Regions from separate parts of the Gossypium hirsutum genome. Here region 1 is linked to region 2. A link is a contact called in public Hi-C data. All regions are on one chromosome and are shown on one strand. The core of a region is the stretch at or near the end of the contact, and the rest is flanking DNA. Distances in the headings are between cores, read along the strand shown. Region 1 holds the start of LOC107952811 (transmembrane protein 256 homolog). Region 2 overlaps LOC121231922 (a long non-coding RNA gene).

Region 1 (6,104 bases), core at 1,023-3,522, 180 kb after region 2:
TAAAATGAAACGTGGATTTTTAACTTCAAAGTGGCACGTCGAATTCGGCCATAACGTCTGGGCCGGGTTTAAAGTGTTACACTGAGTACACGGGCGTGTTTAAGACACAAGAGCATGTCCTGTGTCCACACAGGCTTGTGACCCTGTTTCATGAAAATTTCTCTAAGTTTTCCCAGAGCTTTCTAAAGTCCTCAGTTTAGTCCCGAACCATCCCGATGTGTGTTTTAGGCCTCGAAGGCCTGTATAAAGGACGATCTACATGTGTTTGAAAAGTTTTAATTCAGATGAAATTTTATGGCCTGGTTTTGCATGTTTGTGAATGTTTAAGTCCGGTAATGCCTCGAACCATGTCCCGGCTTTGGATATGGGTAAGGGGTGTTACAATAACCATACCAAGTTGGCCAAATAACACATTCACAACATCTATTATATTTAAGCCCTATACATACTAGACTCACATATATCATTTTAACATTTTGTTCAAACTTTAATCATCCACACACAAATCAATCAACCATTTCTTTCCTAATATCAAAAGACCATGCTCAACCATTAACAAAAGGTATTAAGGCATATCAAAACTTAGCACAACCCAAAACATACCAATTTAACATACAACCCTATACTTGCCATTTATAACCATTTCAATATATTCAAAAGTTACCAAAATGGATCGATAGATAGTGTGATCTTGCTCCGATGTTGATTCCAATCGTTCAAGCTTTTGATAATCTACAAAATAGACAAAATAATTACGTAAGCAACTAGTGCTTGGTAAGATCATATACAAGAAACTTAAACTTACCGAACATAAAACGATTAATTCATTCATTCATAGATCATGAGATCATAAGGATACTTTTCCTCCCTATCCACAACACCTCACAAGGTTAATAGATATAATTAAGAACACATCTATACATGAAAATGGAACATAACATGAAATGAATTTCATTCTGTAAATCATCCAACACACAATCAATTAATTACCTTTTCAAACAATTTATATATATCACAACTTCCATTTCATAAACCCAATGACATAACTCATTTCATATACAAACCTTTTCAATCATGCTCATTAAGTCATTTAGACATTATATTTCCTATTCATCACAATCCACATAGTTAGTAGATAACTTGAAAATATAACATCTATGAAACATAGCATATATTATGAAATGAATTCCATATATCTAACATTCATCATATGATAAATTTTCTTCCTTTTTATTTCATTTACACATACCAATATTTCCATTTCATATGATCATTAGCAACAATAAGTTTTTATACATGCCTTTCCATTAACCTTTACTTACCCATTGAACCATTTAGACTTATATCAAATACTCAGGAATACTCACACAAAGTGTGCCTTTTCATGTAATCATAACATTTCCAATAGTGCTCACACGAGCTGTGAAATAGGCCTACTCACACAAGCTATGGGTCTGGATGTTAGCTACAAGATGCTGCTCACACAAGCTGTGGAGAATCTGCAACAAATGCAGGACCTCAGCCATCTGTAGGACATCCAGAACCAGCACTTGAAACCATATAATCCCTAATGACATGTCATTTGTATCCTAAGTATTCGTAAGGTTCAAACGAGATATATTACATTTTGAATTCTTTAATTTCTTTCCATTACACCATTACAAACATATGAATCCATAAAATTCACATTTTCACAATTTGCTATTAACTATTTAAACATTTCCATTCAACCCAATTTTCCAATTGTAAATTTTTACTAAATCGTTAATCATTCATCACAAATAGAAATTAACAAGTTAATCCTTATACGAACTTACTTGTACCAAAACAATGCCCTAACATGATCCAACGGCTAATCTGCTATTTTGGTTTTTTTTTTCTCGCAATCTGTATCCATTTGAGTTGTTTCTTGATCTAGATAAATATTTTTATTTAATTAATTTTGTTTCAAAATTTAAAATAATCAATTTAGCTTATAACCCTTAATGATGAAAAATTACAAAATTGTCCTCACAGTGTACCTTTTATGCATTTAGTCCCTAAACCCGAAACTTACAATTTCACCATTTTTTAACCATAAATCATGCTAGTTGATTTTTACCTAATATTATAATAGCTTTACTTACAGCAGAATTTAACCTGAAACAAAACTTGAGCTAATAAAAGTAAATAATTAACACGAAAGAGAAAAAAGTTCAAAACGAGTAAAAGAATAGGAGAACCATGTAAACGGTTGCGTTTCAGCGCGAAAGAAAAACGACAACGTTTGACTCCGCCTTTCAACGATTTACGCATAATAAAGTTTGCTCACTGCAGCAAAACCGATCGCCAACATGCAACCAGAAGTCTAACCTGAAGAAAGAAGAGAGTTTATGAGAATTCCCCAAATGGATGCTTTTCAGTGGCACAAGATTGCTGCTGTTTCTGGTTTTTAACTTATTTATCTCATCTTTTTCAATTCCTTTTTCATATATACTTATTTATGGGTTGTTGTTTTTTTTTAAATAACAGGAATAGCAGCCCTTGGATTGGGCACTTATGGCTTCCACATCTTTAAACCTGAAAATCCCGTTTACAAGGAGGTCGGTTTTTTAATACCCTTTCATTTTTTTCACCCAAATTTTCACTTTTCAACGTTTTTGTTGTTCAATTATTTTGTTGTTCTTTTTTTTTTCTTTTTATAATTGGATGATGAACTTAGGTATGGCAAATCGCTTCTACTTACCACTTGTTTCACACAGCTGCTCTTCTTTCTGCTCCTATTACCAAACGCCCCCACATTGTTAGTTCCCTTTTGCCCTTTTATTTTTATAATTTCATTATTGATTTTCTGGGCATGGTTTGCTTAATATTCTTGGGAAAAATACTTTGTTGTTTTATTGATTGGTTTTATGGTTTTAGTTTTAAGAGACTAATCATACAATCCCCTGAATTTTATTGCTTCGTGTCGAGTTATCAATGGGCTAACTGCTCTCTTTTATTGTGCTTCAGTTTGGAGGCCTTTTGACTGCTGGCATTCTTTCTTTCTCTGGGTCGTAAGTTCCCTTTCCCTTTTATCTTCTTTTTTGAATTTGTTACTTGTTATAAGTTTGCAATTGATGAATGCTAATCTGAGGGAAAAAAAAGATTTGGTGAAAGGGATTTGAATGATATTCATCGAGATTTCATACTTTGGGTTACTTTCCTTGATGAAAATGATACATTTAATTGTTTTAAACTTGTGTTTTTTTGTTGTTGCATGTGTTTGGTCATAGATCACTGTCTTGTTTTTAAGTGCATTTCTTAGGTTAATGTTTCTTGAGAAGTTCATATATTTGGCCATTCTACCTGATGGATGCGGATGCATTTAACGGTTTAAAATTTGCATTTCTTAAGGTTTTTCTTTTATATTTTTATTGAGCTTCGTGTTTAGTTCAGAATTAGCGAAGGCTTTGAATGTAATGTAGTTGGATGATATGTAAAATTGAGGAGACTCTAATAGCAATTTGACTTTTAGCAACAATATGTTATTTATTGCAAATTTTATGGTTTTACAAATATTTAAATGTTGGCAGCATAAAAAGACTCAACAAGTTATTGTAAAACTAAACAAGAATGTGCATAAAATCGCTGCAAATACATTTTGCATAACTAATATTTGCTGCGCTTTATAACTTTTTATAAAAATTATTTGTTGCTTGTTGAGAAGTCTTCGAAGTGTCTTCTGTGCGGCTGACCTGGACCCCAACAATTGAAGGTATTGTCCCCGTGTTGGAGTTTTTTCCTCGGCCTCCACGGAGAGCTGTGTATGGTTCACAGAGGGGGGCGTCTCGGTCGGTAGAGATAGGTACTTGCAAGACTTGGGATAAGTGTAAGTGTTGGGCATATGAATAATAATGGAGGTACTCAGGCGTGCTGTAGTTTGAACCACTAATCTTAGCTTAAAGTTGACATGTTCGTAAACATGGTACCACTTGAGCTATGACCTCTATTATTATTCACGTCCAATACTAACATTTATCTTGAGTCTTGCAAGTACGTATCTCTACCGACCGAGCCCCCCGGTGAATCATACACGGCTTAGCGCGGAGGCCAGGGACAAAACCTGACACGGGGACAATAATTTAAATTGTTGGGGTCTAGGTCGACTACCCAGAGGACGACACTTAGAAAACTTCTCCCAGGGGAACCGATTCCTCCTCAACGTTACTAAATGTCAATTCCTTAGCGTGTTTGTATTGCTATTGAAACCATGGAGATTTTTTTCATAGGGTCTATGGGATACCGTGCATTACTAATGCTGTGAATAAAAGTGCATCTCTGTATTGACCATATCTCCTGTCATTCAACACTATGGATTCTTTGATTGAACAGAAACATAACCTAGCTTTGAACAGTTAGGTGTATGAATATGAATAAATGCAGTCAGTTGTTTAGCATCAACACTATGGATTCTTTGATTGAACAGAAACATAACCTAGCTTTGAACAGTTAGGTGTATGAATATGAATAAATGCAGTCAGTTGTTTAGCATCAACACTATGGATTCTTTGATTGAACAGAAACATAACCTAGCTTTGAACAGTTAGGTGTATGAATATGAATAAATGCAGTCAGTTGTTTAGCAGGGAATGGATGTGTGAATGCATTTACCATGCTAATGTTAAATTCATTCATGCAGAATTGATATGGTAAAAATATAATTAAATCATTCTGTAGGTGTTACACGGCAGCATATCTGGAGGACAGAAAATATTCGGCCCTTGCTCCATTTGGTGGCCTTGCTTTTGTTGCCGGTTGGGCAAGTCTGTTATTCTAAGGTTTGGATTTTCCTTAGAAGAACTTATGCTATCACTTGAAACAAGTTAGAGAACATCTTGTCCTCTTTGTTATGCCATATATGTAACAAACCTTTGTATAGTTGTTGTCTCATAAGATACCCTAATACATTTTTAATTGCAAACAAGACATAATTATGTATTTTTGTCTGTTATGGGTATTAACATTGTAATATGTCTTGTTTGATTGTGAAAATCAATTCAATAACTATTTACCCCCAAGCTTTTCCTGGGAAACGATGAATTTTACTAATACAAGAGTTTCCCTTTCTCTGTACACTTCTAGTATTATTTCCAATTAATATGTTTTATTTATTTAATTTTGATAATTTTTTTTAAAAACAATTTAAACTTTCAGTTTATTAAAATATATTTTTCTTATATAATTACATTACAATTTTGTTTTAGTTTTATTTTATTAAATGTTTCATAGGCATTAAAAGAAATTATAAAATTTTAGAATGTAATTCTATAAAATTAATATCGATTTTTTAAAAAATGAAAATTAAAACTAAATTTATGAAATAAACTTTAAAAAATATTGTATCATGTCATGAAACAATAATAATTGTGTTATTAAGTTTTTTTCTTTCGTTCGTTAAAGAGGAAAGTGACATTTCACAAAGTGATCCCTTAATTTTATATATTGGTGCTTTCCTATGAAAATTTTTGAAATACTATTGGTGAGAATATTATTGTTAAAAAAGTTATTTATGTTACTCTTATTAAATAAAAGATAATATTTTTTTATAAGAAAATAGAGTTAATTTCACTAGACATCCTCAAATTACGACTCTCATTTTAAATTGGTCTCTAAACTTCAAAATGTTCAGTATACTCCCAAACTATCGATATTATATTTATCATGTCCTTCAATTAATGAAACTGTTAATTTAACTATTAAATGACAAGAAAAATTTTATGTGATATAATTTAAAATGAAAATTTAAAAAAAAGTAAAATATTGTTGCATAACTTTTAAAATTAAAAATTAAAAATAAAGTAAAAAAGAGAAAAAAAAAAGAGAACAATAGTTTCAATAAAAACTTTGAAAAATCTCAAAATCAAGAATTTTACAAGATTCATTTTTAAAATGTTTATTTTTCTTTAAATTTTTCATTTTAAAATACATCTTAATAATTAAATAAACAATTTTAATAACAAAAAGACCTTATTGATCATTAATAGTTTGAGGATATAATTAGAATGTTAAAATTTGATGTTTTTTAAATAATTTTTAGGCTTCATACACAAATTAACCCCTAAAACATCTCGATTTTCTAAGTT
Region 2 (6,244 bases), core at 1,796-4,295:
GCTATAATAAACTCGGAGACAACCCACTCATGATTTATACAAAATGGGAGTCAAATTTGGGCCATAAGGATCACAAGGCCTTAGGCTTTGCCATAGTGCCAAAACTTCATTAACAATACCTAGACACACTCAGTGAATAGATTTTAACGCAACAATTCACATCAATGTGTCTATGCAAGGTTGCCAAAATTACCATAAGCCAAAAGATGGTTAAAGATGCATTTATATAGGTGACAATAATTTGGTTGAAGTTGAAACAATATGAACTTTTAGATCATTATTAAGAACTAGATTTTATTTAGATTTATTTGTCACACCATTTTTAGGTAAAACTTAATTTTCATTTTAGCATTAAACAAATTTAGTTATTCTTGTTCATTTGGAAATGAAAATTTTAATCTTGATCATGAATGGATTTAATTACAATATATTTTACGAGAGTTGTCATAGTTCTATGTTAACATTACTGATGAGCAAAATTATTTAGAATAATTTTTGGTTAAATGGTAGACTTTTAAGATCATAAGGTGATGGTAACATACCATTATAAGGTGATAAATATATACATATAGTCCAATTGGGAGATTATTAGATTTTTTTAATGTAGTTGTAACACCCCATACTTGACCCAATTGTCGAGTCCGAGTTACGGGATGCCACATTTGTTGCCAGAGCAACTACGAATCCATTTACCCTTTTATATGTGCCGCTAACCACATTACGCAATCACAATTTGTTTTTCAATCAAATTTAAGTCTTATATGAGATTATGAAAGCTCTTTTGATAACCCGAGGTCGAATTAGGACCAAAATGTAAAGTTTGCAATTTATCAGGTTGACGTTGCGACTTCAAGGGTTCCTCATCGTGATGCAACTCATTGACTTGATCTCGTCACGGTAATAGCTCGATGTGATCGTTTGTTTTCAAATGGTCCGAATGGTACCTATTCAAATCACCCATTTAGTTCAAAATGTATATCAATTCAACCATTTTAGTATTCTAATTATTTCCATATGCTCAATTTTATTCTCTTGCATCATAAATTCCTATACATTATACATTCAACATATCAAAATTTATCCATTTCAACCATCTAATCGTTTCAACCTATTTATGTCATGAACATATATATATATATCATTAACAAGTTATGAATTTGACTCCAACACATTGGCAATTCAACATTCACCACAACCATTTAAATACAAATTAAACTCAAAATTTAGGTACATGTCATATATCAAAATAAAAGGAATTATACAAACATTGTTGATTCAAGAACTTTTGATTGGATGTTGTATCACGTTTCAAAATCTTGATATCTACTAAAAACTACGCACGGAAAGAAACAATCGTACGTTGAGCGGGAAATCTCAATGGTCCTTTCATGATTCAAATCAATGCAACATTAGCATTAGCAAATGAACACAATGAATTCAAGTTCAATATTTAACCAATTCACACTCCATCATGCCAAGAGTTTCTATTATCATATATAGACATATAACAATTTTTCATACCAATTCATTGAACATCTGCAATAAATTCACCATATCATACCATTCAACAAATTCCAATCTATTTACCATTCATTACATAACCACTTAAAACATTCAATACAATAAGGAAAGACATGAGTGCTCTCTATGAAAACACTGTTTCTGAAAAATCCATTATGTAGGAGTTGATTCCTAAGAAGGTTAAATTCAGAGGAAAAAAAGATGATACTACTAATAACATGATGATTGATTTGTCTCTGGAAAAACCTATCTCGTGGAGGGACATGCTCGTCGGCCAATTGTCAAAGGATACATTCAATGGATCAGAAGGAAAAAATGATCTTGATATCTTGGATGGGGATATTCAGAAATCAGTTGTCAATGGGGTGCCTTCCATTTCTTTCTCAGACAAGATTCACAAAATCCTCATTCAAGGTATGAAGAACATCGTGATTTTAAAACTTCTTGGTCGTAACATTGGATTCTCGGTTTTGTAGAATAAATTATGCAACATGTGGAGACCATCAACACATTTACATATGATGGACATTGAAAATGGATATTTCCTGGTGAAATTTTAGAATAAGCTGGATTGTGAAAAGACATTATCTGAAGGACCGTGGATCATTTTTTGTCAATATTTTGACTGTTCAGCCTTGGACGTTAACCTTTGATCCCACACAGGCTTACCTAATGGCATAGATCAGATTTCCTAGTTTACCTGGATATTTATACAATTATAAAATTATTACTAAAATAGGGGAAATGGTTGGAAAAAGTGGTTAAATTGGATATGAACACGGATAGCAGGGCTAGGGGGTGCTTTGCTAGAATGGTTGTTTACGTTGATATGGAAAAGCCTTTGGTGTCATGTATTCCGATTAATGGTCATAAACAGAATGTAGAATACGAGTCTCTATCAACAATTTTCTTCCACTATGGAAGGTACAGACATGTGGAAAATTCTTGTTCTTTTAGAAATTCTAGAACTACCAGTGAAAAGGAGAACGCCATGTCTGTTTTATCATTAGAGCTTCAAAACACAGCCGGAGATGGTTTGGAGAAAAAGGACAGAAATTTCAGACCTTGGATGATCGTTGAAAGGAATTAAGGCGAAAAATTAGAGAAAATGTGCCAATTTCCTTAGATAATCAAAAGGCTAGAAAAGAAGGATCTCGGTTCAGAATCCTTAATAATAGCGATACGCACAAAGAGGATTATAAGGGAGATTTGCCTGATTCTAGGCACTACAAAGAGAAAGAAGCTATGTATGGTAATTTCCTTGAGAACAATACTGCTCCTCACTTCAATGGTTGCATAGAAAAGGAAAAAATCATTAATAATAGTAATTTAAAGTAGGTAGGTTCGATGGAGGCTGGTGGCTCGTTCATTAGAGAGAATATTGGACTTAATGTGGAGCCCAATCTGCCTATTATTAGGCTGAAAAAAATTCACAGGTTTTTAAGGAGACGGTTAACGGATTGGGCCTTGGAAATACTCCAATTGGGCAGGCCCAGGGTCTATTGGATCAAGCTGATCCAAATTCAGCAGCCCAACAAAGTACTGATGCTGCTGGAAGGGATAGGTGGTTTTCAGCTGAGGCAGGTTTGTTAATAGAACCTGGCGCTGATTTGAGTCTCCGACTTGAAGGTAAAGGTTTATCTATTCGGCCAGATTCGAAGGACGCAGGGCGAGACAGAAGTGGCGTACCTTTGGATGTTGGAAATCTTGATTCCGGCAAATATTCGAAAGTTGCTTTCCATGAAAGCACTCACGCCAAGGAAAGTAACAGTCTTCCCTCTTCTAAGATTCTGAATTCTTCTCCGGCAAATCCTTCTGGTTCAGATAAGGTGCTTAGAAATAGAGGTAGAGGAGCTGCTAAAAAACATGCCAAATTTTTTTATGGCAACAATATCCATTTCAAAACTTCGGGAATCCAGAGACTGTACCTAAAGGATTCGATGGAGCAACTTGTCGAGAGTATTTCGGCTCTTTCAAAATCTAATCTTGGTAATGAAATAGAAATTGAGCTTGGGTGGAAAAAGAGAGAGCTAATGTCCCTGAACAGTAAGGTTTTTTTGATGGATTTTTTTATTTTATTTTGGTATTTTATATATCTTTTTATATTAGAATTGGGGATTTGTTTACTTTACTTTTTTTCTTTTTTTTCTTATATTATATCAAATTTTTTATGGCTTTAAATCTAAAAATTTTCTCCTGGAACTATCAAGGGGGCGCTAGTAGAAATTTTTTACGAACTTTTCGGGAATACAACGCGGACTACAGGCCTGACATTGTTTGCTTGGTGGAACCGAGAGTGAGTAGTAAAAAGGCTAATTTTATTATTGATAAATTGGGTTTTAACTACTCACATCGGGTTGAAGCTGTTGGTTTTTTAGGAGGCATATGGGTTAGATTGAAGGGCTTTATCCAAGTCCATATTATTCATAATCATCCGTAATTTATCTTCTTACATGTTGATAATCTTAGTCCTAATAATTTGTTCTACATTTCTTTTGCTTATGTCAGTCCAAATAGGTCTAAACGAAAGCTTCTTTGGGAAGGCTTAAGATCTGTTATCCCTAATCATTCTTTTCCTTGGTTAATTATGGGAGATTTTAATGCTATTTTATCTCTTTCAGATAAAAAAAGCACTATCTTCGTAGGTAAGCGTTGCAATTTATTTGGTAATTTTGTTGACTCTTATGTACTACAGGATTTGGGGTATAGTGGGCCATCCTTCACTTGGAAAAGAGGTGGTACTTTTGTCAGACTTGATTAGGCCTTAGCTAATGATGCTTGGGTTTCTGTTTTTTTGTAGTACACAGTCCATCACCTCACTCGTATTAAGTCTGACCATAGGCCCCTCTTGCTATCTACTAGGACAGACCTTAGCATATCACAAGGCAAACTTTTCAGATTTTTAGCAAGATGGACGAAGCATAATGATTTCCCGAACCTTATCAGAGAAATGTGGAATTCTGTAGGTAATATGGCTTAATCTTTAAATAATTTTACCTTTTTTTGCTAAAGATTGGAACAGGAACATTTATGGCTTTTTGGGTACTCGTAAGCGGAATTTAATGAGATCGCTCAAAAATATTCAAAGAGCCTTAGATCACTCTTTATCTACTCATTTAGTCAAAAAAGAATTGGATATTCGAGATGAATTGGAAAATGTTTTTGATCATGAAGATTTGCTTTGGAGAAAAAAGGCTTGATGCCATTAGCTTCAATTGGGAGACCGGAATACAAAATCCTTTCATAGTCATACGTTGAGGAGAAAGAAATTCAATCGTATCACAACCTTATGTATTAATAATGGGGAATGGTGTTCAGATCATGACATTCTGCAATTTAAGGTGATGGAATTTTTCGAAAGACTTTACGGAGAGGCCTCCCCTATCTTGAGAGATATTCCAAATGTCGGCTTTCCTAGCTTTAATGCCTCTGAGTCTACTTTTTTTTAGGCTACTATCACTAATGAGGAGATTAAAAGGGCATTGTTTAACATGGCTCCCTTGAAAGCTCCTAGAAGTGATGGGTTCCAAGCTCACTTCTTTCAAAGTCAGTGAGATATCCTCGGAAATGATGTGTGTCAGTGGGTTAAAGATGTCTTTGATGGTAGATCGATTGAGCTAGATTTGAATAATAAGTTGATTGTGCTTATTCCTAAAAAAGAAAACCCTAAGGACTTTAGTCATTTTAGACCCATTATTTTATGTTCTTTTCTTTACAAGTTTGTAATGAAGGTGATTGCAAATCTGTTCAAGGTGATTTTTCCTAAGCTGATCTCCCAAGAACAAGCTGGTTTCATAGCTGGGCGAAACATTTCTGATAACATTATTTTAGCTCAAGAAGTCATCCATTCTATGAGGTGCAATCGAAAAGGGAGGAAATGGATGGCTATTAAGCTGGATTTGGAGAAGGCCTATACCAGAGTTAGTTGAGAGTTTATAAATGCTTCTTTGGTTGCGGCTAGGATCCCTGTCTTCTTACGTAAAGTGATTATGACAGCTATTTCTTCTTATTCTATGCAAATTCTATGGAATGGAATACCTACTCTGAAGTTCAAACCTAATAGAGGAATTCATTAAGGATGTCCCTTATCGTCTTATCTATTTGTGCTTTGTATGGAATGTTTGGGTCATTTTATTCAGACATAGATAGAAACTAGAAACTGGGATCCAATTCGTCTTTCTTGTGCCGGTCTTTCTGTTTCCCATCTATACTTTGCTAATGATTTGGTGATCTTCTGCAAAGCTCAACTTGACCAAGCTCGATTATTGGATAACATTCTAACTTATTTTTGTGAGATCTCGGGTCATAAAATTAGTGTTAGAAAAAGCAACATTTTTTTTCCAAAAATACTGAAGCTGATGTCCGTATCAACTCAGTCAGCTCTTTGGATTTCAGGAAGTCCGGAATCTTAGCTCTTATTTAGGTGTTCCTCTTTTGCACGATAGGGTTACCAAGAGTGCTCTTAGCTTTATTAGGGACAAAGTGAGGAAAAAATTACAGAGTTGGGAGGCTAGGAAATTATCTATTGCTGGAAGAATCATTTTGGCTCAATTTGTACTCCTTTTTGTATCCAATTACTTCATTAAGTCCTTGATGATTCCGAAAGGTGTTATTGTTGACATCAAAAGATTAGTTAGATAGTTTATTTGGGGCTGTACTGATGGTCACCCTCGAATGTCTTTAGTAGGTTGGAGTTCTATTTGTCAACCGAGGGCTCGGGAAG

The links. Hi-C and Micro-C count contacts between places; a contact is called where the count stands out from the background.
Region 1: a contact with region 2 is called in a Hi-C map of leaf, with 3 times the contacts expected there. The contact joins the promoter of LOC107952811 here to the enhancer-like site in region 2. A contact is called at or near these places in 16 of 34 Hi-C or Micro-C datasets (callus, fibers, hypocotyl and 3 more).

Annotation. Positions count from the first base shown.
Region 1 is chrA07:65,100,301-65,106,404 of Gossypium_hirsutum_v2.1, forward strand. It overlaps LOC107952811 (transmembrane protein 256 homolog), which reads left to right and starts at 2,273. Exons shown (of 5, transcript XM_016887996.2): 1 at 2,273-2,427; 2 at 2,512-2,582; 3 at 2,702-2,782; 4 at 2,992-3,035; 5 at 4,699-5,039. The coding sequence starts at 2,373. The coding sequence ends at 4,798.
Region 2 is chrA07:64,917,281-64,923,524 of Gossypium_hirsutum_v2.1, forward strand. It overlaps LOC121231922 (a long non-coding RNA gene), which reads right to left. Exons shown (of 2, transcript XR_005930082.1): 1 at 3,211-6,244; 2 at 719-944. Among protein-coding and RNA genes, the nearest start is that of LOC121231922, 4.7 kb to the right of the region's middle. Within about 2 kb of position 3,046, at least 9 of the 9 cell types and tissues checked have an H3K27ac peak or open chromatin away from gene starts, as enhancers often do. A contact at or near this core is called in fibers, hypocotyl and leaf, where this site is marked.